Regions from separate parts of the Anas platyrhynchos genome. Here region 2 is linked to region 1. The links are chromatin contacts, called in public Hi-C maps. All regions are on one chromosome and are shown on one strand. Each heading gives the region's core, a stretch centred on a gene start, on an enhancer-like site or on the middle of the called end of the contact. The rest is flanking DNA. Distances are from core to core; before and after follow the strand shown. Region 1 overlaps FAM135A (family with sequence similarity 135 member A). Region 2 holds the start of COL9A1 (collagen type IX alpha 1 chain).

What was found. A called contact is a pair of places that touch in the nucleus more often than the background predicts.
Region 2: a contact with region 1 is called in a Hi-C map of F1 follicle, with 1.8 times the contacts expected there. The contact joins the promoter of COL9A1 here to the enhancer-like site in region 1. A contact is called at or near these places in 4 of 8 Hi-C or Micro-C datasets (F1 follicle, liver, skeletal muscle and 1 more).

What each region holds. Positions count from the first base shown.
Region 1 is chr3:89,980,739-89,983,421 of IASCAAS_PekinDuck_T2T, reverse strand. It overlaps FAM135A (family with sequence similarity 135 member A), which reads left to right. Exons shown (of 21, transcript XM_038176079.2): 14 at 1-395; 15 at 2,344-2,504. Among named protein-coding and RNA genes, the nearest start is that of SDHAF4, 27 kb to the right of the region's middle. Within about 2 kb of position 1,306, at least 4 of the 8 cell types and tissues checked have an H3K27ac peak or open chromatin away from gene starts, as enhancers often do. A contact at or near this core is called in F1 follicle, where this site is marked.
Region 2 is chr3:90,096,826-90,099,508 of IASCAAS_PekinDuck_T2T, reverse strand. It overlaps COL9A1 (collagen type IX alpha 1 chain), which reads right to left and starts at 1,319. Exons shown (of 38, transcript XM_038176103.2): 1 at 1,120-1,319; 2 at 724-797. The coding sequence starts at 1,133.

The DNA.
Region 1 (2,683 bases), core at 57-2,556:
ATGTATGAAAAGCAAATTATTTGCTCTTCCCAACAAGATGAGGAAGAAGAGGACGATCAAGAAATGATTGAAAATGGGTATTATGAAGAAACAGACTATGGTATATTAGATGGAGCTTCCAGTGCTGACCAGGATCATGGTTTAACAGAAGAAAGAGCCCTGAGATCTGAAAGGATTGATAGCGGGCATCTGCGAGACGGAATGACTGTGCCTCCCGTCTGTACTCCTGGTTGTCTGTCTTTTCCATCTTCTCTGAGAGACTCTCCTTGCAATGTTATCTGTTCTTCAAGGAGTAAATCTGATGCAATTACACAGCAGCCAGGCAGCACATCCTACAGCTCAGCTTCTTCATCTGTTTCCTGGTATGAAAGCTCCCCAAAACCTCAAATGCTAGCGTAAGTGACTGTTTTAAAACAAAGTTTATTTGCTTTTAGAAATGATGTTAATTAGTGTAAAAGGGGGAAAGAAATGTGGTTATGCTCAAGTGCCCCCAAGACAGTGTCTTGTGGATCCTGTATATTCAAGTAACATCACATTTTAGATGTTAATATGGAAAATGTGTTAGCACATAATTCCTTATATGATTTACATTTTAATTTCATGTGGTTTCACAAACTTCAAGCAAAATGCATGTATCTTGTTTCTTTAATATGTTCCTTTTTAAAAAATAAGCATTCAACCGAAAAGTGATGTTGGAGTGGCTACTGAGCATAAAAAATGGTGTTTAATGAAATGGAAGCTGTTAAAATAGCACGTACGGAAAAATATGCTTTGAGTTTAAAAGCATAAAAGCAAAAAGTATCTGTAACTTACTGTGTGTTCTATTTATTGTGAAGCTATTTTGCAATGCTGGCCAAGATTGCAGCCTTATTTTTTAATCTTAACTTCAAATATCCAAAATGTAACACCTCTAAATTACACTACACTGTGGGTACCAGGAAGGTCAAATTTAGAGGAACATCGGGGATCCCGGATGCAAAAATAGGAGTTTCTCTAATAATCCCTGTTGCTAACGGAACATGGGAAGCAGCAGCGTTATGAGCTGTGCTGTACTGGAAGCAAAATGTTGCTATCAGAATGAAGAAGGCTTGGAAGAGAAGTAGGAATGAGGAGAAAAATCAGCAGACAAAAGAGATAAAGACCAGACAGTTTGTGGTAAGCAGGAGGAAGGATCTAGTGGTTGTGGAGGAAACAAGATTGGAAGTGAGAAGACAGAAATGTAGCTTTGAGATAACGGGGACTGCCATGGACTAGGTTGAAAAGCTAGTTGAAAGCTCTGTGGCTTTCTGTAACGATAAAAGAAAGAGGACACTCAGAGTAAAATCAAGAACTTGGCCTTGGGGAAAGCAGTCACTCTGAGACCAAACTTGGGTACATCTCATTCATTAAACATTCCTGTGGTTACAAACTAAGTAAACTGCTGCAGAGAGATAAGACCAGCTCTCTGCAGCAGTCTCTGTTCAGGCTGACTTTATTGAGGTTTGCTCTTACCAGTTAGTGAGGAATGAGCTAAAGAAAAAGCTGGGGAACCAGAGAACAAAAAGCAGAGTGAGAGGAAAACAAGGAACGGGCAGAAGAGGACAGACTATGGGTTGATACTGAGGGGTCATGTAAAAAAGACAAATTAAGGAGAGAAAGAAGCAAGGCTGTTTGAAGCGTTGCAGGGAAAACTGATGCACAACTTTGTAGAAAGGTCATACACAAAGAAACTTCAGAAAGGGAGAAGCACGAGGAACTCCTGGCACTTGGGCAGCTAATAGAAGCTATAGAGTAAGTCCTCTCCTAATAGGTAAGAGATCAGAGGTCTGGATCTAGTTTCTTCTGAAGCAAATAACAATTACTCAGCATATTAAAGGAGCTTTATAGTGAGCCAATTCAGCACTAACTCTGCTAACCTAGCAAATAGGTTTTAAATTTGGCAAGAATTATCAGAAGTCACTGGAAATCTTTATCTTGACTTTACAGGAATTAGAACCAGATCTAATGTTGTTATTGCAGTTAAACAAAGCTGTCACTTACTCAAGACTGGAACTAAACCAGAATCTTCTATGGTTTCAGAAATATTTTACAGTTAGCAGAGATATTCAAAGGAAAGAAGAGTTGATCTTAGGGTACAGATTTTGTTACAGAGGAAAGGGGACTTCAGGAAGCTGAAATGAAAAAGTATTTTGAGGAACTGGGTTATTTTGTGGAAACAGTAATTTGATGAATACCTTTTCTTCGTATTCTTCAATTACATAGGTGACAAAAGTAAAAAGTCAATAAAAAACTGTATCCTAGGATACCCTAAATTTGCCTGGCCATTGTAAATGTTATTTTATCATAAATATTGTTTCATTCCAGTTTCCTCCAGGCTAAAGAAGAGTTGAAGCAACTTAAACTTCCTGGATTCATGTATAGTGATGTTTTCAAACTGGCTTCTTCAATACCTTACTTCAGTATGGAGGAGGATGACTGTTCAGGAGAAGGAATACATCTTATAGTCTGTGTCCATGGCCTCGATGGTATGCTGGGAAATATGATACCAAATGAGATGGCAGTTCAGATTACCAGTCAGACTTAACTTTTGTTATTTGAACTGTGAACTGAACACTTCTGGAACAGGTTCACCTGAGGGAGATGGGAACCTGACATTGTATTGCGATGTTTAACAGTGTGTTCTAGAAATTCATTTAGATTTAGA
Region 2 (2,683 bases), core at 70-2,569, 120 kb before region 1:
CCACAATGAAGTGGAGACCCAGCTGATTTCCCTAATTTAAGGAAGGAAGAAGAGAAAATAAACATTTATTCAAATAATTTCAGAATTCTGTGCAAGTCCAGTATCAGGTCAATATGGAAAATATTAGTAGAGTCTGGTTGGGGAAGAATGAAGAATGCAAGTTGGAAGGAGATACATTTCTAACCTACAGAGAGCCTCTTGTGTGCTGCAAGGGCTCAACCATAAATGTGGGTTTCCTTCTGACAACATAGGCTTAAAGGGAACATTCAAGCTGACATGTTACACCTTAGAAATAGCCTCATTCTATATTATTTGATGAGACTTATGGCAGACATCCAACCATTTATATTTTATTCCCAGCAAATAAAGTGGAACCAGTTTGTTGCCATATATAGCAGACTAATATCTAACTAGGAGCACTGAAAGATGGGGAGGAGAGGGAGGAGGGGGAATTTATGTCATGTTCCTACCACCCATATGCAGATTTTAATCTTTACCTTAAAAAATACATCTAACAGTGCATTTAAAATAATACACATAGCTCTCACTTTTTCCCCTCTTTCTCTATACATACATGGATACATACAGACACACACAGGTAGTTCTATCTTTCTGTTGTGATGGCTAGCTAGAGAGAATTTTAATTTTGAATAAGCTCAGAATAATTATTTTGACAATCAAAATTACGGAAAGATGAAAGGCGGATAAAGTCTGTCTCCTTACTTGATTGTTGCTGGATGGTAGCTGAGACGAAAGACCCCAGAAAACTACACACGTACAAGAAAGCTGTAATTTTCCTGTAAACAGAAAGCAAACTCCAGTATGAATGTATAGTTTCTGACAGATTCTGCTGTTGACTTTCTCCTCAGTCATGCATATTAAGTGTATAAAACCATGAGGTAAGAATTTACTAACAGACTTGACAAGACAATTTCTTTACACGAGAACTTTTTATCTTTGTCCTTATAATACAACATGCCTACAAACTCTTGCTATTACCATTTCTTTCGTATAACGCCGTCGCAAAAACAAACAACAAAGAAGGCAGTTGGCAAAGACAGCTTTAACTGTTCTAATCTCTTATTTACAGATTTCTCTAAATCCCACTTGTTCTCTTACCAGTTGCTTTTCATCTTCGCTGCTGCTTTTCTTCACTTCTCTCATGTGAATATTTGGTGTAGATATTCACACTCTCTGGTTCCCTGTCATTAGCCCTGTCAAGGAGAGTGTGAATGGGTGCAGACTGCTCCTTCTGCCCCATGCAGGACTCAGCAGGGAGGGAGGTGCAGCTGCTGGGTCGGTTTTAACCTTGCAAAGGGAAGGAGGTGGGGGCTGGACAGACGTGTGTCCTGGTGGGGTCTGAGGGCGGATCTCAGGAGCCAGCTGAGCACAAAGATGCCAAGAGAGCAAAGAAAAGGCTGCTGCTTATGCCAGCATCAGGGTAGAGAGATTAAGAAAATGTGAGTTAAGCGATGCCAGTCGCCGAATGGCAGGGTCTGCTGTTCAGCGAGGCAGATGAAAGAATTACATGTACCAAGGGATTTTTGAGAAAACTGGTGGCCCTGACACGGTGTTAAGGCTAAAAGCTTTCACGAGAAGAGACCACTCCTAGAAAGGAGATAGTTTTATTTCTCACTGACTTATTCATCTGACGGTCTCAGGAGAAGCCTAGCTCGAGATGTCCCAGCTGATCCCTCTGAATAAAACCAATTATTTAAAAGGGGTTTTATTGCTTAAACTTGAGCCTTTTTAAGGAACACATGTACACACAGGCACTACAAAGTAGACTCCTGTTCTTCAGTTGATAAAGCACTTGTTTTCCATAGACAATACACACGTTTGCACACAGAAGGATATTTATTCTCATTTGTTCGCATGGCTATAGAGACAGTGAGAGAGCCTAAAATCTGTATGCATGAAAAGACCAAAGGAAAGGGCTGAAAAGCCAAGAAGTCCTGATAGTCAGTGCAGTCAAAGATGCCTGATCAAGCAGATAATCACAGATCTTGAGTAACACCACTTTTTCCCCCATCAAGAGAAAGGTAAATACCAGGAGGCTTGTAGTCTAGCATCATGATGGTCAACTTATGACGTGTGCCAGAATGGGCAGATGAAACTACTGTCAATTAAGAAAATTAAAAATTGGAGAAATATTATTTAGATTTCACAATAACTTTGCTGAAGTCACCATAAACCTGAGACACTTATCCACCATGCTAATATTACTGTTGTGGCATGCAGTGATAATTGTAGGATGCAAGAGGAATTTATAAGGAGCAGGAGGGAGTGATGTGGAAGTCCCATGAAGCTATAAGGAAGGGGAAGGGATGATGTGGCATGGGAAAGAACAAATGAGAGCACTCGGGGTTTATAAGGAGTAACAAATTTGTGAAGGAATGGAAGTGTCAAACCATCTCTTTCATCAAATGGGAGGTTGTGGCAGGCAGTGTGCACTTGAGACTGTTTCATATTGTCGATTTATTTACAGCAGCATTAAGGAAGAAAAAGCCATCCAAGTAGTTAGATATGGAAACATATCTATGCCATCTTCGAATAGATTAGCAAATATTTTGGGCACACAACAAAAAGAAGTCTGACATTGCTTGTGTCTGGGGCTATTCAAACAGACATAATGCCCTCCAAAGAGGGGGGGAAGCTTGTTCAGAGAAATTTGGAAAACACA